Regions from separate parts of the Sus scrofa genome. Here regions 1, 2 and 4 are each linked to region 3. Evidence: chromatin contacts called from public HiChIP or PLAC-seq and promoter capture Hi-C data. All regions are on one chromosome and are shown on one strand. Each heading gives the region's core, a stretch centred on a gene start, on an enhancer-like site or on the middle of the called end of the contact. The rest is flanking DNA. Distances are from core to core; before and after follow the strand shown. Region 1 holds the start of UVSSA (UV-stimulated scaffold protein A). Region 2 holds the start of HAUS3 (HAUS augmin-like complex subunit 3). Region 3 holds the start of LETM1 (leucine zipper and EF-hand containing transmembrane protein 1). Region 4 holds the start of FAM193A (protein FAM193A).

What was found. Promoter capture Hi-C pulls out the DNA fragments that hold promoters and counts their contacts. HiChIP or PLAC-seq counts read pairs in DNA pulled down with a chosen protein or histone mark.
Region 1: a contact with region 3 is called in a promoter capture Hi-C map of liver, with 4 times the contacts expected there. The contact joins the promoter of UVSSA here to the promoter of LETM1 in region 3. A contact is called at or near these places in 2 of 5 promoter capture datasets (fetal liver and liver), 1 of 47 Hi-C or Micro-C datasets (liver) and 1 of 2 datasets of contacts at active chromatin or transcription factors (alveolar macrophages).
Region 2: a contact with region 3 is called in an H3K27ac HiChIP or PLAC-seq map of alveolar macrophages. The contact joins the promoter of HAUS3 here to the promoter of LETM1 in region 3. A contact is called at or near these places in 1 of 5 promoter capture datasets (fetal skeletal muscle), 1 of 47 Hi-C or Micro-C datasets (heart right ventricle) and 1 of 2 datasets of contacts at active chromatin or transcription factors (alveolar macrophages).
Region 4: a promoter capture Hi-C map of liver shows a contact between it and region 3, with 4 times the contacts expected there. The contact joins the promoter of FAM193A here to the promoter of LETM1 in region 3. A contact is called at or near these places in 1 of 5 promoter capture datasets (liver) and 1 of 47 Hi-C or Micro-C datasets (liver).

What each region holds. Positions count from the first base shown.
Region 1 is chr8:571,903-576,272 of Sscrofa11.1, forward strand. UVSSA (UV-stimulated scaffold protein A) reads left to right here and starts at 1,399. Exons shown (of 14, transcript XM_021100878.1): 1 at 1,399-1,551; 2 at 2,487-2,622; 3 at 3,683-4,013. The coding sequence starts at 2,525.
Region 2 is chr8:1,196,987-1,201,521 of Sscrofa11.1, forward strand. It overlaps HAUS3 (HAUS augmin-like complex subunit 3), which reads right to left and starts at 1,531. Exons shown (of 6, transcript XM_021100924.1): 1 at 1,394-1,531; 2 at 737-795; 3 at 1-100. POLN (DNA polymerase nu) reads right to left here and starts at 1,552. Exons shown (of 26, transcript XM_021100921.1): 1 at 1,454-1,552; 2 at 737-795.
Region 3 is chr8:924,353-929,012 of Sscrofa11.1, forward strand. It overlaps LETM1 (leucine zipper and EF-hand containing transmembrane protein 1), which reads right to left and starts at 2,141. Exons shown (of 14, transcript NM_001244948.1): 1 at 1,896-2,141. The coding sequence starts at 1,956.
Region 4 is chr8:1,386,389-1,390,534 of Sscrofa11.1, forward strand. FAM193A (protein FAM193A) reads left to right here and starts at 2,054. Exons shown (of 22, transcript XM_021100934.1): 1 at 2,054-2,108. It overlaps LOC102159054 (a long non-coding RNA gene), which reads right to left and starts at 1,393. Exons shown (of 3, transcript XR_304717.3): 1 at 330-1,393.

The DNA of each region.
Region 1 (4,370 bases), core at 149-2,648, 350 kb before region 3:
CTGGTGGTCCAGCAGGTGAAGACTCAGCATTGTCACTGCTGTGGTGCAGGTTCCATCCCCGGCCTGGGAATTTAAGCATGCCTGGGGAGTGGCCAAAAAAGTCTAGATCATGTAAACCTGCTACAATGGAAAAAATAAAAACCATTAAAAAAAAGTCTAGATCATGTTTGTCACCCCAAAAAAGAACCTCTGCGGCCATCAGCAGCTGCTTCCCTTCACCCCGACAGCAGCCCACACGGGTGACAAGTCTGCTTTGGACTTGCCTTTTGCAAGCATTGCCGTCTAAATGGCCTCACCCTCCATCTGGCCTTTGTGACGGCCTCCTTTCACCTAGTGTCCTGTTTTGAAGGCGAACCCCTGTTGAAGCGCACCAGTGCTGCAGCCGGTTTTGGCTGAAGGCAGGCCCACTCTGCCCCGTCACCTGAGGGGCACGGGGCTGTCTCCACCGCTGCACGAAGGCCTGTGCCATGGCCGCGACGTCCACCTTCCGGGAGGTGCCCGTCTTCAGTGCCTTCGCTCCACTCTGCCCCTCCCCGGCCCTGAAAACCCCCAACTCGCTCGCTCCCTGGCGCCCGTCTGTGCTGGTGCCGTGGGCACTGAGAGCCAAGCGGGCCTGCCAAGGGAAGGCAGAAACAAGAGCGGGGGCGCGGCCGGTGTGGAGGCCCTGGGCTGCGGCGCAGAGCCCAACAGAGGGCCGGGCGCCCGGGGCTGGGAGGCGGGAAGCGGCGGGCGGGAGAACACCTGGTGCACATGTCCCGGCGGCTGGCCCACGGCGGTCCACTGGCTCGGGGGCATCACCTGGCACTTGGGGTCCCCGGCTGCGTGAGGAGCAAATGCCCAAGCCGAGGAGCCCCCGCCTCCGTTTCGTGGGACCACCGGGCGGGCGGGAAACAGGCCTGGAAGGGTGCCCCGGACACCGCTCCCTGCGCGGCCCTCGGACCTGGGAAACACAGCCGCGCAGCCGACGCTCTTTGCCGACAGCAGGGTCGCAACCCTCGGCGGAGGGCTGGGGGCACCCGCCTCCACCCTGTCCCCATTCGGGCCCTCCGAGCGGTGCCCGTCCGGACGCCCTGTCGCGGGGGCTGACCCGAGCACCGCCACCCTTCCAGCGGTCGCGCGGAGGAGGCCGCGTTCGCACCCCTCAGGCCCGCCCCACCCTTGGCCCGCGCACGCGGCCCCTTTAAGGACTTGCTGCGCCCGCCCGCCTCCTTTTTCTCGCGCGTCGCTCTCCCCAGCGGCCCCGCCCCCGCCGGGAGCGCGCCTGCGTCACCGCGCAGACTTCGGCCGCGACCCGGCATCCGCGCCTCCCGGGTCAGGGCCCGCCGTCGCTCGGGGTCATGTGACAGGCGTGGGCGGGGCCCCCACCGGAAGGGGCGGGCTAGCGTGACAGCGGCGGCGGCGTCGCCCGGTCGATGCGGTCCTGGCCGCGCCGACCTTCGCCCTCGCGCCGCCGGGGCCGGAGCGAGCCAACCACTGCAGCGATCGGGGGCACGTGACGGGGGCGGGCCCTTCGCCGGAAGGGCGGGGCGAGGCGAGCGGCCTGGTCGCGCGGTAGGTGCCGAGGTCGCCGCGCCGCTGGGGGGGGAAGGGGCAGGGGGAAGGGGCGGCGGGGCGGGGTCCGAGGGCGCGCCTTCTCGCGGGACGCCCCTCCTGCACCCCTCCCCGGACGCTGCTCCCGGCCCCGCCTCCCCGCCGCCGGGGCTCCCCACGCACCCGCAGGTCGGCCCGACGGGTCCTTGGGCCGCGCGGTGCTGGGGGTGTGCTCGAGAGAGGGACCCTGGCCTCGGCCGCCGCGGGTGTATTGAGCCCATGTCGTGACCCTACACGTTACCGTTGGCGAGCGCGCCGGGGGAGGCTGGGCACACCTGCCCCGTCCGTCCCTCCTTCCGCCCAATGAAGCTGAGCCCTACGGCCCCCCAGGCGTCCTGGCCACCCGTGCCCCCGTGGGCGTTGAGCGACCCGGCCCCTTCCTGCCTGCGCACCTGCTGCGCGGGCGCCTTGGCCTCCTGGACACCGGTCTCTGGGCGGCGCCCCGCGCGGTGGTCAAGTCGCAGCCACTGGCTTTGCTCTCTGGAGGCTGCCTGTGGCCTGCGGGTGAATAGCAGAGTTGGCAGGGAAGAGGCGCCGCGGCAGTCGTGTGGAAAACTGATTTAAACGTAACGCAGACAGTTCCGTTCCTTCCCTTAACTCGGGATGGGTGGGACAGAGCCTTGACTGCAGCCTCTGCCCCGCTCAGCGTGAGAGTTATTGTCCTTTTCTTAATTACTCCCCCAGAGTCCTTGGCCCGGCCTGGCATCTCGCCTTGAATTGTGGTATTTCACAGAAACACAGCAACCCCTGTGAGATGGTCCAGGAGGTTCATCTGGCAGAGGCCAGGCCGTGAGGACCCAGCCTTGCACCCATGTCCCAGTGCCCAGCATGCAGTAGAGCCCAGCACACAGTCGTTAATAAAGTCAAGAGCCCTGAAGTACCGCGTGCCCCTACAGGTAGTTGCTTAGCACCTCTGTGCTCCGCATTTCTACACATGGAGCAGCAGCTCTCAAAGTTGGTGGAAGAGCTCACGATGTCGGGAGAACCCCAGCTGAGTCCTGGGAAGATGAAGGAGCTGAAGAAGATTTGCAAGTACGTCTGAGGTTCAGCCTTTCACGGTGACGGGCTGGCTCCACAAGTCCTGACAGCCCTGGGAGGTTGTCCAGCTCCCCCTGGGGTCAGCCCTCCCCTGCCTGTCCCCAGGATGCCCATCTGCTGGGGAAGAAGCGGCAAAGGAACACTCCCAGGGCCCTGCGGCCCCCAGCCGGGGCAGTGGTCCTGTCCTGAGGTGGGGAGGACACAGCGGGGCTGCGGGTTCTGCCTTTCCGTACCACGGGAAGGAGGCTGGAGGTCAGAGTGGGCTCTGCGGCTCAGCAGGACCTACCTGTCTGGTTTTTCCTGGCTGCCTGTTTGGCATGTGGAAGTTCCTGGGCCAGGGATTGAACCCGAGCCACAGTAGTGACAACCCTAGGTCCTTAATCGGCTGCGCCACAAGAGAACACTTGGTTTCATTTGCTTTGTTTTGAGGACCTACCTGTCTTTGGAACACATACACCCCTCTCTTTTCCTCCCAGATGCGGGTACATAAGCCGAGGTGGTTGCTGTTATCCTTGTTCTGTATTTGCAAAACAGGAGAGCTTAAGTGAGGAGTGTTTACATTTGGGTAAAAACCTGAGATCAGGTTTCACTGCACACCCCAGAAAACCTCCAAACAGCGGGGCTTAAAGAGTGGAGGTTCCTGGGAAAAGGAGAAGCAAGAGGGGGTAAGGGTGTGTGCCTGCCCCTCCTAGGGCAGAAGTCCCCGGAGCTTTGGGGGTGGGGCCGGCAGCCCTTGACCCAGCAGCATGGGCTCTGGCAGTAAAGTCTGCCTCTTGCCAGCCAGGCGTGGGGATGGACATGCCCGTGTCCCGGTGAAAGTAGGTGCCCAACGCCGAATCTCATGCAGCAGGGCAGGAAGTGGCCGTCTCTTGGCCAGCCTTAGCCAAAGAAGTGAAAACCGCGCTTGGCTTCGCAGCCATACCGAAACAGGCAGGGGATTTGGCCCGCGGGCCGTTTGTCCTCCCTGTTCCGGGGGACTGGGGGACGGGCAGAGGACTGCGAGGCCCCCCTTGCGCGTGTGTCAAGCACTTGATGAGGGCGGCTCTGTCCCCAGGTCTTCAGAAGAGCAGCTCAGCCACGCCTACCACCTGCTGATGGCCCAGCTCCGCCAGGACCACGCCGAGGTCCGCCTCTCCGCCTTCCAAGTCCTGGACCAGCTCTTCACCCGGTCTCACCAGTTCAGGATGCTGGTTGTTTCCAACTTCCAGGAGTTCCTGGAGCTCACGCTGGGCACCAACCACGAGCGGCCCCTGCCCCTCCCCAGGGAGGTCGCGCAGAGGCTGAGGCAGGCCGCCACTCAGGCCGTCCGTGGCTGGAACGAGAAGTATGGCTCAGCCTATAAGAAGCTGGCCGTGGGCTTCCACTTCTTAAGGCACAGCAAGCAGGTGAGCAGGCCTGGCACGGCGCTGCCTGTCCTGGAGGAGAGGCGGGCCTGGCCCTGGGCACTGGGCAGGGGAGTGGGTGGGTGGACAGTACCCGGCATGGGCCGCGGGGCTTCTGAGACAGCCGTGTCGGCGCATCCCTGCGTGTGGGTGGCGCTGAGCCTTTGGGCTCTTTCCACAGTGAGGGGAGGGCAGCAGGCAGAGCCAGCTGCTCACGTGCAGCCTCCTCTGCGGCCGCCTTTCCCAGGCCATCCCGGCTCTCTCTCCCTGAGTCCTGCCTGGGCCGCTGTGCGCTCTGGCCAGTCTGGGTGGATGAAACCCGCCAGCATCCCCCACCTGCCACAGCAGCTCGTGGCCTCT
Region 2 (4,535 bases), core at 281-2,780, 270 kb after region 3:
TGGTATTGATATTCATAAAATAAATCCAAATACATACAAAACTAATGTTAAGTCCACAGGGAAGGGAGAAAAGTATTTTTAGAATCTATAATAATTCCTCCTAGAGGGAAAAAAAAACAAGTATTAGACCCAAATAAGGCAACTATATCTTTAAAAGAATGATACAGATAAATATCACAAGGTATTTGGGAACCATCTATCCCACAGATAGTTGTAGCAGAAAAACCTGATAAAGAGAAACAATGAGAATATTACTTAGAACACTACAACAGTAAGGAAAACTTAATTAACCATAATTTTTTTCCAAAGATAACATGGTTTAAAATACATTAAACTTCCCATTTGGGCTCAGCAGGTTAAGAACCCAACTAGTAGCCATGAAGATACGGGTTCGTCCCCTGGCCTCACTCAACGGGTTAAGGATCCAGCATTGTGAGCTGTGGTGTAGGTCGCAGACATGGCTTGGACCTGGTGTGGCTGTGGCCTAGGCCGGCAGCTGCAGCTGTGATTCCACCCTTAGCCTGGGAACGTCCTTCTACATGCCGCTGGAGTGGCCCTAAAAAACAAACAAAAAAACCCCCGCTATATTTTATAGTGTAAGGGTTCAGTTTTTAATTTAAAATAAACGAATCTAAACATGTCCAAGCCATCATGCAGCAAAGGAGCCTCTTTTCTCTGTCCTTCTTGAGAAAATGTAAATAAACATAGGATTTTTGAGAGTCAGCTAAATATTTACCTCAATGACTCAATCAGCATCCACCTTCGAGACAGAACCCAAGTCCAGACACAATCGACCTGGTGCAGAGAAAATCAGGTTTAAGAACCACTCCGGCTTGAGACGCACCAAAGGACCGAGCAGTCATCAAGTAACGGTATTCCAGGCATGTTACTTTCAACAAGGGGAAAGTCCCGGAGTCGGACTGAGTGACGGGACACGAGGTACATGAGGTACAGACGAGGGTCGCACTGACTCCTCTGCGGCCCTCTGTGACCCTGTGTGGTTCAGCGACGACCTGCACGCGTGCCGAGAAAACAACCGTCCTCAAACCTCAGAGTCGGCCTCGAAGACAAACTGCACGAACCCCAGCGGGTGACGGGCCGGCTGGGGCGTCCCAGCAGCGCCTCGGGGCCAGGCCGGACCCCAGGCCGCGCCCCCCGCCCCGGCGTCCCCCGCCCGCTAGAGCCCCCCCCCGGGAGCCCCGCCGGGCCCCCGGCCCCCCTGCCGGCGCCCCCAGCCAGCCCCGGAGCCCCCAGTCTCCCGCCGCGCCCTCCGCCCCTCACTCCGCCCCGGACGCGGCCGCTCGCCCTGAGGACCGCGACTACACCGCGCGGGCACACACTCGCGCGCCTGAAAAACGTCCCCAGGGGCTCCCAGAAGAGGCAGACCACTGACCGGCGCTGCTCCCACAGCCCCCCGCCCGCTCGCGAGCACCGCGAGGCCCGGGCCGCTCGCCTCAGGAGGCTCTGCTCGCTTCAACTGCCAGTCTCCCCGCGCCTCGCACTGCCTCACGGGAGCGCGGCTCCCGCCCGCGCGCGCGCGCGCCGGAAGGGGAGGCTGGGCCGCCGGAGGCGGTCTGCGCAGGCGCAGTGGCGGAAGAGGCGGGGCCTGGGGGGGCGGGCCCCGTCCTGACGCCTGCCAGCAGGAAGCGAGCTGATTGGCTTCCCGCCGCAGGGGCGGGACCAGGACGCGCGTCGGGTTGAGGAGGGGTCTGGGGGTAGCCTCGCGGAGCGGTCGGGTCTCGCGGGGCTGTGCGCCTGCATGCAGCCCGCCCTGGGTCCTCGCTCTCTGTGGAGGGCTCTCAGGGTCCCCCTCGCTGGGTCGGGAGCGCGCACGCCCTGCCCCCCGCCCGCCGCGTGACCGGGCAGCCCAGGCTGGGTGGCCGTTGCTTCCGGTCCTCCCAGGCCCCTGGGCCGCCCTCCCCTCCGGAGTAGGCGTGGACAAGCTCGCGGAGCAGACCCACTCGCTTCAGTCTTGAAAGATGAATGCTACTTTGCAAGAGTACTCCGTTCCCGAACTCTCACCTGACAATCTCATTTTCAAAATCTGACTTTTAAAAGTTGAAATTATAGCTCATATAAACAGAGCCGTTCTGTTTACGATGGATCACTTTTTCCAAGCAGAAGATGCTGCAGTCGGTGAAAGTAGCAGTGCTTCTTAAATAAGATTGCCAAGTTTGAGGTAAATCTGGTTGACGGCCCGCCCTACAGGCCAATGAAATCAGACGTTTGAGGTTATCATTTGTGTTGGACAGAATTCATTTGCATCTGTACCAGGCCAAAATCATTTTGACTTCCCAGTCTTCTACAAATTAACATCTAAATGTGCAAGGTTGGGGCCCTAGCCCTCTCTGCAGTCCGTGTGCCCACACGCCCAGCATCAAATGACCCTAAGGTAGCTAATTAGATAACGGCAGGGTCTGGTGTGGTCTGGTGTGATGTTGGAAGGGCAGAAGTCTCTCTGGATGACTTTTCTTAGTGTTTTGTTTTGGTTTTTTAGGGCTTTAGGGCCGCACCTGCGGCATATGGAAGTTCCTAGGCTAGAGGTTGAATGGGAGCTGCGGCTGCCAGCCTACATCACAGCCACAGCAATGCCTGATCTGCTTCAGCTCACCGCAAGGTGGGATCCTTAACTGACTAAGCGAGGCCAGGGTTTGAACACCATCCTCATGGATACTAGTCAGGTTCTTAACCCACTGAGCCACAAGGGAACGCCTTACTATTTTTAAGGAAAGGATAAAGTTATGGGGCAGATGTCATGCATTAATCTTGAACGTACTTCCTATTCTTCATCTTCCTATTCTTCATTTGTTTAACTTTTCTAAGCCTCTTCAACAAGACACTAAAGCCTAAAATGATTGGAAAAACAAACATCACAAAAGGAAAAATTCAGAGAGCAGTGCCTGGGCTGACCCCAGGGGCCTGGACGCGGGAGGAGATGGTCCTATTGGCAAGGCAAGCTGGGCGGGTAGGTTGCAGCCCCTGGGCGGGGAAGACTCCCTTGCCCAGCCTGGGCACCACTGATGGGGGCGGGGGAGGGGGATGTGCCGCCAGCAGAGGAGCTGAGCCGGCTTATGGAGAGGAAGTGGATGCTGTGTAGGCAGCGCCTTCAAGAAATTCTGCTGAGGAGGCAAAGATTGAGGGAGAGAGAGCGAGAGAGCAGCAGGACAACAGGAGATGAGGGGGTGGGAAGGCAGAGCTGTGGGGAGGGCTTTTTTGTTTTAAGATGGGAGGAACTTGAGGATATTTATAGACTGTGAGGAGCAACTCGGAAGAGACGGAGTAAAGATGCCAGAAAGAACAGGGCTGCTGTATAGACAGACCCCCAGGAAACCGATGGTGAGAGCGCAGCACCAGGCCGAGTTGGGAGCCCCCCTTTCCGAGCGACTCCTTTCTGGACCTGCAGCAAATTCCCCTTATGGTTTTGAATTGCTGACCGTAGTTAGCAATTGCTTGAAAAATGTTTGTGGGGCCAAAAAAAGCCATAAAAATCTAAAGTAAAAATCACACCCGTATTAGCCCCAGGGTACAAATGACAAATGATAACTATGTGGACTCAGGAAGTTTTCCTCAAAAACTTGACGTATTGAGGCATTTCTGTACTTGAGGTTGCATTTCGAATTTAAGAAAGCTGGTATGTTACATTTACTTTTTTTTTTTTCTTTTTAGGGCCAGATTTGCAGCATATGGAAGTTCCCAAGCGGAGGGTCGAATCAGAGCTACAGCTGCGGGTCTACACCACAGCCGCAGCAGCTCGGGATCCTTAACCCACTGATCCAGGCCAGGGATCAAACCCACATCCTCATGGATACTAGTCGGGTTCATTACCACTGAGCCACAGTAGGAACTCCTACATTTATTTCTAAGCTTTCCTTCCTCCCATCAGAATCATTTGGGGCTTTAGCGGGGAACTTAGGGAGTCAAAAGGTAAGGGGGACCCAGGAACGAATCTTCCCCGAGAAAGCCCATGAGACTCGGCTGGACTAAATAAACCGAAACACAGACTGTGAGCATCAAGCGTTTTTGTCGTCTGCTTCCCTCCTGTGGACATCTCTTTTCTCCTATTAACACTCAAAAGTAATTGAGGTTTTGGACAGTTTCTTTTCAGATATGATAAGCTGCAGGCTGAGGCTGAACATTCGCTTTCAGGGGGACTGTTCAGTGGTGGTGATGGGGTCCACTCTTCCAGAGGGGGAGTGACACTCTCAGAGTCGGAAGATCCTGCAGTAACAAAAGTGGCAAACCTGGAGAGAGACTGAGGCAGGAGCATCAAATGCACTGGGGACAGGAGGAGCCAGCTCGGGGCACCTTGGGGGCGGCCTTGGGGGCAGAAGACTTGGACTTGATGGCCGGAGAGAGAGCATCTGCTGACCGTGCACGTCCAGCTGAGCAAGATGTGGCTCTTTCTCCTACTCCCCTCTCAAGCCCGCCCTTCAGAAGAGCAGCTTTTGCACTGTGGGGGCTGGAGGGGGAGGGAGAGGGACTTTCCTCTGCCAAAGTTGAAGGCAGCCCTCAAGCTCCAGAGCGGGTTGGGTCGG
Region 3 (4,660 bases), core at 891-3,390:
CTTAACCCAATGAGTAAGGCCAGGGATCGAACCTGCATCCTCTTGGATACTGGTGGCATTCATTACCGCTAAGCCACAACAGGAACTCCAAGGCATGATTGACTGAGTCCTTGGCCACTGGATATGATCAATCTCCAAGCCCTTCCCCAAACTGACTTCTTCCTATCCCACACCTTTCTTTTCCTGGCTTCCAGAAAAGCACACTCTGCATTCTCCCCACTAAGCTGCTCCAGGCAGCACCCTCCCTGCCCATCTCCAGATCCTCCCTGGCACTCTGTACTGGCACACATGCAGGTAGGAGACCCCGAGTCCTATGGGCACCTCACTCTCAGCAGCTCCAAGGACTTCCCGCTTCCCTTTGCCTGCTCCTCCCCAGCACTCCCTTGTTCCACTAAGGCGGGAGGCTGGGCCCCGCCACTCTTATACCCAGTCCTTGGCGGATCTGGTCAGCCCATCCTAAGTGCCAGCCCATTCCCAGAGAACACAGCCTGCAAAGGGCTGAAAGCAGAGGAAGCTGACAGACACCACCTCAGCTTGGCGATCAGTGTCAGCCTGGAGCACTGGAGGTCCTCCTGCCGCAGGCACTTCTCCCCCCCCATAAGGGAAATCTGAATTTACTGTGGACCTTAGTTAAGGACAACGTGTTACTGCTGGTTTACTCATTAAAACAACGGCCCACGCTGTGACTGAAGATGCCAGCAACCGGGGAGATGTGCTGCCCCCCCACACAACAAGCAGGAGCGTCACTGCTGAGGATGTGTTTGGACTCTGGCTCCCACAGCCCAGCCCTGGGCCCTGCAGGCTCTGGTGCCCTGCAGGTCCCACAGCAAATGAGCTGTCAGACTACCTCTCAGCCTCTTAATGTCTGCGTGAAGCACGGTGCCAACTACAGGAAACACTTGTATCCCTGGAATGATACAATCAGGGAACACACTCCGCTAATTTTTAAACCATAAGCAGGCTACAGAAATGTGTGTGGCCCATCACCATTATGAGGCAAGAGGTACAGACAGGGCTCTGCAGCAGACAGAAAGATCACAGGCTGGTCTGGGCACCCACACTGTTCACACAGTGAACTCTTGCCTCTCTGAAGATCTGAGCAGCCAATCAGCCACTGTTGTTAAAAATGACAATAACAGTTTCTCCCGGGGCCTTTAGACACAGTAAAGCACCATGACACATGCAGTTTTACTTCAGAACCTCAATTTTCTAGGACAAAAAATAAGGAACAAACTCAGAAAAGTTAGCTTAAAAAGAGACACAGAGAGTGAGGGTTAGGGCGGGCACGCTACGTGTGGGTCCCGAAGAGCCCCGAGTTAAGTGTGATCTCCGTGTCACAACTAGGGTCACCGAGGCTCCAGGCACTGCCCAGCTGTGGACCCACCCTCCACAGACGCCCAACAACACCCTAAAGATACGGGTCCCGGGGACGTCCTGCAAGCCCACAGGTCCTGATCGCCCGGAACGCGGCCCGAGGGCGCGGCTGTCTCCGCGAGCGGGCCCCCAGTTCCACCCGCCTCAACCGCGGAGGAGCGCCGACACCGTCCCAGGGCTGCCTGGCAGCACCCTCTCTTCCAAACTTTGCTGACCCCGCTCCCGACGCCGCGGCCAGCGGCTGGGCGACTGAGGTCACGGCGCGAGTGAGTCACAGGCCGCCCCGCGCGCCCGCACCCACCGCCCTGCGCTCGCCACGCCCGGCTCACGCCCAGCAGGGCGGGGCGGCGGGCAAGGCCGCTCCCGGCGTGACCCCAAGTCCGGCCTGGGTCCGAGCGCCGCGCCCCGCCCCCCCGCAGCCGCCCGGACGCGGGGGCGCCCGGGTCGGGGCAGGCGGACCCGAGGCCCTCTCCAGCCCGCCGCCTCGGCCCCGAGCCGTCCGCGGGGCGCCGGCCGCTTACCCCTCGGCGGGAGGCGGGCAGGCCCCCGGCCGCGGCAGCTCCTCAGTAAGATGGACGCCATGTGCCCGGCGCGGCGGCCGCCCGGTCTCCTGCGGCTGCTGCTCCTCTTCCGCGGCGGCCGCGGCTCCTCGCCGGCCGGTAGCGCCTCGGCCGGCCCGCAGACGGTTGAGGGCGGCGGTTGGCTGCGGGCGGCGGGCGCTCAGCTCAAGGACCCGGCACCGGCAGCGGCCATGTCCCGGCGCCGACATCCGGTGGCGCGGGGCGGGGCGGCCGGGCCGCCGCTCCCATTGGGCCCCTCGAGCGCCCGGCGCCGGCCAGGTGAGGGGCGGGCCCGGTGAGGGGCGGGCCCGCGCCGCCGCGGACTGCCCGTCCCGGCGTGCCCCGCGGCGACTGCCCCCCCCAGCGCGCTGCATTCTGGGCCGCGGCGCGCCGCCCGGCCCCGCGTGCGGGCCGCACAGGCGTGGGGAGCCGGCGGCGCATGCGTGGTGGGCCCTCCCGCCTTCCCTCTTCCCTGCGGCGGCGGCGGGGGAGTCAGCCCGCAGCGCGCTCCAGCGGCGAGCCGCGCGCGGCAGATGCCCCGGGGACGTTTGGGGAAGGACCCAGCCAGGGGCTGGGGGGCGCCGGCAGCCGGGCATGTCTGGCCGAGCCCTAGGTCGGTGTCGGTCCCGTCCCAGGCCGTCGCTCGCTGCACCTGGGGCCCTGGGTTTAGGGCGGCGCCCGCCAGGGCTGCGCCGAGCCCGCGGGTCCTACCCGCTGACCACGCCGGAAGGGAGGGCCCAGGCAGCCGTGACCTTTGAGCCCCACATTTTCCTTCCCTAAGGTCCGGTCAGACTGTCGCGGGGGCATCGACGAAGTGATGCTTGGAGAGCCGGCAGGGTGGGACTTGGCGGCTCCTGGGGCCCAGCGGACCACGGCCTCCCCAGCAGGTCACGGCCACCAGCTTGCCCCTCAGCCCTTCCCCTGGACGCTCCACCCTGCTTCCCACGCGCAGCCTGTGCTCCTCTCGGGGCCTCCACCCAGAAGGTCTTGTTAGTCCTTCTCACCTCCTCGGCCTGTCTGTCTTGCTCGTTGGTGTAAACCCAGGACCCTGTGTGGTGAGGTTCTGCAGTGCGCACTCAGTGCGTATCTGTTCTCGGGTGCAGGAGTGTGGACTCCTGATCCCAGCAGGCTCCTGAGTCTTCAGGGACTGGTTGAATGGCAATCTTCCCCAGGAGGTTCCCCCCAAACCCAGTCCTCACCATCTGGAAGAAGTAGCCTGCCTGCGGTGGTTTTCCTGAACCTCTCTGAGCGGGAACTGCCAGGTGCTGGACAGGGATGGGCCTAGAATTCCCGCCTCAGAGGGGAGAGGGTGCAGGTGACTTTGAAGATAACATGAAGTGCCTGTATTGACACTGGGCAGTGAGCACTATGGACTTAAAATTCAGGGTTAATCTAAGCTCGCCTATACCTGAAACCCAGGCTTCTACTGCCAACAAACTGTAAAGCCAGGAGAGAGGGGGGCGTAAGGCAGGAGAGTTCTCATTGCCCTGTCCCCATCCAGGGCTAGGCCTGAACCAGGGCCAACAGGTGCTCAGGGTTGGACAGCACCGGCTTTTTAAAGCCCAAAGTGTAGTAATACCCTCCTGTTAGTACAAGTAACTGATTTGGGCTCTGGGCTCCTTAGGGCTCTGTCCCAAAGCTGTCCAGGGGCAGAGGGGAGGCCCCCCAGAGGGGGCAAGAATCAAAGCAGGGTCCTAGCTGGCCGGAAACAGGGCGGGGCAAAGGCAACGACCAACCAATGGGCGTGAGTGTCTGTTTGAAGGACTTTCGAGGACACGCGGCCGGTTGGGGGGGGTGGCAACGCTAATCAGCTGCCTTTGGGATAACTCACCCCTGGTCCAGCCAGGTGGAGTGGAGAGGGAATCCAAAGATAGGGTCTTAACAGGGCGTTGGGGTGCTGTGTCTGTGGCCTCTGGGCACCATCTCTGATGCTCTGCAGCCTGGGCAGAGCAAGGTGTTAGAGTAACTCATTTTTCAACAGTAAGTTTATTGGGTTTCCTGATTATCTGAAGAACATGTGCTTGTAGCACGTTTGTGAAAATGAATATATAAAGAAACAAGTAGAGATGTGACATCTTTGATGCCTTCCTGCCCTGCATCCCTGCAGGCAGTAGTCCCAGGTCGCAGCACCATGGTACACAAATTTGTTTTAAAATCATGGACGCAGTGGTTAACGAATCCAACGAGGAACAATGAGGTTGTGGGTTCGGTCCCTGGCCTTGCTCAGTGGGTTAAGGATCCAGCGTTGCCGTGAGCTGTGGTGTAGGTCACAGACTCGGCTCGGATCCCGCGTCGCTGTGGCTGTGGTGTAGGCCGGCAGCTACAGCTCCAATTCGACCCCTAGCCTGGGAACCTCCATATGCCGAGGGAGTGGCCCTAGAAAAGGCAAAAAAAATAAAAATAAAATAAAATCATGGATCTGGGAGTTCCTGTTGTGGCACAGCGGAATCGAGTCCGACTAGGAACCATGAGGTTGTGGGTTCGATCCCTGGCCTTGTTCACAGGGTTAAGTGTCCCGAGTTGCTGTGGCTGTGGTGTAGGCCAGCAGCTGTAACTCTGATTTGACCCCTAGCCTGGGAACTTCATATGCCGCAGGTGTGGCCCTAAAAAGCAAAAAATAAAAAAATAAAATCATGGACTCTCTGCCTTTTTCTTTTCTCTCCCTCTCTCTTCCCCCCCCCCCGTCTTTGTAGGGCCACACCTGCAGCATATGGAAGTTCCCAGGC
Region 4 (4,146 bases), core at 804-3,303, 460 kb after region 3:
GTAAATGCTTGACAAATGATCATTATTACGTCATTCATTCATCCAGCAAATATTGGACTGCTGTGTGCCCAGCTCTTGCCTGGCAGGAGCTGCGATGCAGAGGTGCAGGAGGTAGACACTCCTATGCCTCCCCGAGTCCCTGCCCCCTAAGACTTGACTTTTCTGGGGGGCTGCTGAACACTAAGAATCTCAATTCAGCGCAATGTGTTCTGATAAGCGAACAGCACAGGGGCTGTGGGAGCGGGCAATGTCTGACCCAGCCCGTGTGGGGAGGGGGCAACCCAAACCATTGCCCCCACTAGAGTGCTAAGGCAAGCATCTCCGCTCACCCTCTCAGCCTTCCTTCAACAGCAGGGTCAGTCCAAACCCTTGGGGAGGGGCCCAGGCAAGAGTGCAAATGGAGGGCCTCTGCTCCTCTGTATCATCGCTCCAGAACCAGTGATGGAACCAAAGGGGGCAAGACAAGTCTCTCGTGCTTCGGTGTTTGTGATGGGTGGGGGCCTCTAGAGCGCAGGATCCAGGCAAAGAACCCCTGTGGTCCGTCTAGGGCAGAACTGTACCTGGGGCTTGTTGAAGATGGGCAAGGGGCCCAGGAAGGAGGGTCCAGGCGGAAAGGCCCCACTGGAAGGCCCGGGAGGGTCTGCCGGGGTTCGTGGCCTGTGCGGTGGATGAGTTCAAGATCGTGAGAAATGGCTGGACTGCTCCGGTGCTTTGCAGGGCAGCAGGGCCCCAAGAGTCCAGGCGACGACTGCACGGGGCCGCAGGGAGAGGGCGAGCTCGGAAGGGCGCCTCCAGGCCGGGGGTTCTAAGCTAACTGCCAGGTCTGCCGGCTCGCGGCGTTCCCTGGCCCAGAGCGGACCCCGACCGACCGCCGCCGGGTCCAGCGCTTTCCAGACGCCCTCCGGAACTCGCCCAACCCACGGAGGCGGGTTATTCTCGTCCCATTGAGTCACCTGGGCTCGGGCGACGGGCCCGACCCAAGGTCACATAGCCAGTCAGTTGGGAATGCGGACTCGAACCCACAGCCGGGCCAAGGTCACCGGGCCTTTCTTGGAGGGTCAGATCCGGGGCTACCCGCCCGGCGCGTCCCGAAAGCCAGGCCGGCCAGGCCTGCAGACCCCGCGGCAGAGGCGCGGGGCGCGGGGGCGTCTGGGAGCCTGTCAAAGAGGCGGAACTCCTCGCCACCAGCCTTGTAGTTCGCCTACTGAGGGCGACGCAGCCCTGTGCTGGCCAGGCCCCTCCGCCCAACTACAAGTCCCAGAAGGACCTGCGGAGTGGGCGGAGCTTGCAGCTCGACCGCGCGGTGACGCCACCGCCGCCTCCAGCTCCCCCGCCGCAGCCCCTCGCAGCGTCTGGGCGCTCGACCGCGCGCGGCCTGACGGGAATCGTCGTCCCTCCGCCGGGCACCCCTAGCGGCGGCGCTGGCGCGTGGACTCCAGGTCCCAGCGTGCTTTGCGCTCCGGCGCACGTTAACGGCGGGAGGGGAGGGCGCGGCAGAGGGGGAGCGGCGCTCGGAGGGCGGAGTAAGGCGGGGGGGGAGGGCGCCCACACCCCTCCCCCTCCCCGCCGCTCCTTCCCCCTCCCCCGACGTAAACTGGGATCCCTTTCCCCTTGTGTCCGCCATATTGGACTCTAACTCTGGTCAGCGGCGGCGCCGGGCCCGGTGGACTCGCCGTTGCTCCCGCCCAGCGGCCGCCCCGCAGCTCCCGCCCGCCCGGCCCTCCCCGCCCGGAGGCGACCCCGCGCAGCGCCCCCCGCCCGCGGCCGGCCGGAGCGCCCCGCCGCCGCCGCCTCAGCCTCCCCGCCTTCCCCGCCCTCCGCCGCCGCCCGCGGCCCCGCGCCCGCTCCGCGCCCTCCCCGCCCGCCGCCCTCCCGCCATGAGCCCGGCCGACGCTAAGCGCGGGGCCAAGCGCCGGAAGAACAAGCGGGGCGGCGGCGGCGGCGGCTCGGGCGGGGGCAACGGCGGCGCGGGCAGCGGCAAGGCCGGCCCGGCGGCGGCGCTGCGCGGCTCCCAGGCCCCGGGCCTGGCGGCCCCGGGCGGCGCGGCGGCGGCCAACGGGCCCCTCGGCGCGGGCGCGGGCGGCGCCGCCCCCGGAGGCTACTTCGAGGTAAGCGGGGGCGGGCGGAGGGCGCGGTAACGGGCGCGGGGCGGGGGCCGCGGTCCGCTCGCGCCCTGACAGCCTCCCGCGGGCACGGCGGGCCCCGGTGGGAGGCGCGCCGAGCCTGGGGCTGGGCTGCCGCGCGCCAGGTGCCGCATCTCCAGGAGCGCGGCGCCGCCTGCCCACCTGCGCGGCGCTGTCACGGGCCCGGGGGTGGTGCCGCGTCGCCCGGCGCGGAGCTCGTCCTTGAGGTTGCTCGGGTGCGATTCCCGAAGAACTGGGAGTCAGGTGACGAGCGGGGCTTCCCTGGCGGGGCCCACCTCCTCCACGCCCTTGCGAAAGTGTCTCCTGGAAGTTTTCTTTTTCTTCTCCAGTGTGGTCATTGGAGAGACACCTGACAGTCTTCTGGAGGTGGTGGCCCCGGCTCTGCATCCTCTGCTTTTTAAAAGTTTTTTAGAGGTAATTGGTGGTCTGGTCACTCAGGCCTGTTATGTAGGGCTTGAACTTAAGGCATTTGAATAGGAATTTTTTCTGTTTTACTTTTGAAGGCAGCTGGCACACACTGCCTCTGTCAGTTGTGGATTGCTGCCACTTTTATTCCTCTCCTGGTCCCAGCACTTTCCAAGACGCAGTACTGGGTCGTGGGTATGCCGTTGGCAGTCATTTCTACCCGTTGAGTTGTGTCCTAAAAGAGAATGGATTTATTTCCAGAGTTGTCTAGTTGGAACTGTTAGGTAAAGACGTTTGCAACAGTAACAAGAGGCAACAGACAAAAGCCTCATCAGGAGTGTTTATTTGTGTGCCCAGTTCCAAGACAGTAGTTGTTTTATGCGAGATTATAAATACCGTGTTGGAGTGGTGTGCAGGGAGAGTGCATGGGAAGTCGTTGCATGTGCCATAGCTCTCTGATGCCTATGCTCTTGTATGAACTTGCAGCAAGGTGTGTGTATGCTTTAGTGTTTTGAGTGCTCTCTGCAGTTGGAGCTTTCTTAGATTGTATGTCAGATTTGTTTTGGATCCTGGGTCAGAGCCCTTGACCTCACCGTCTCCGGAGGTTACCGTTCCTCAGTATACTAGAGAGCGAAACAGGTGGAGTTCTGAGGATCCAGAATGAGGCTTGTGGATTTGCATCAGTGGAGTGTAAATTAAGGGCAGTGTTTACTGCAGGAGGGGAGGAGAGGGGAGGGTGGGACGTCTGCCTAAGTAGGTCTTTTACAAAAACGTTGACAATCTTGGCTGTACCTGGATGTAAAATACACCTACTTCTGTTGATTTAATGAAAGCAGGGTGGTGGTGCAATAAAAATTCTTTCACTGGCCTTTCATAACATTATTTCAGGCTTTGATAATTCTCACTTATTTTGCGATATTTAGCTAAAATAACCTTTTAGTTAGTTTTTATTTGTTGGCTTGGCCGTGTAGCAGCTTGATATGGGATCTCAGTTCCCAGACCAGAGATCAGACCCTGGCCACAGGTGGTGAAGGTGCAGAGACCAGACCCCCAGGGAACTCCTCTTTTAGTTGCTGTTCTTTTGCCACACCTGCAGCATATGGAGATTCCCAGGCCAGGGGTCACATCAGAGCTACAGCTGCTGGCCTACACCACAGCCACAGCAGCACCAGATCTGAGCCTTGTCTGCGACCTACACCACAGCTCCCGGCAATGCCAGATGCTCAACCCACTGAGCGAGGCCAGGGATTGAACCTGCAACCTTATGGTTCCTAGTCGGATTTGTTTCCGCTGTGCCATGACAGGAACTCCTAGTGCTATTCTGATCATGCTTTTCAAACTCAGATGACCGTATGCCTAGTATTATTTTTGACAGGACTGTCTTTTTCTGTTAAACTTAACAAATGCGGAGTTTTTGGCCATGACCCACTATAAGATAAAAAATAGATTAAGACTTGTTCCTTCTCACCCTGGGCACGCACAGACACCTGCGAGGGCACACACACAGCCACCTGCGGGGGCACGCACAGACACCTGCGAGGGCACGCACACAGCCACCTGCGAGGGCACACACACAGACACCTGCGAGGGCACACAC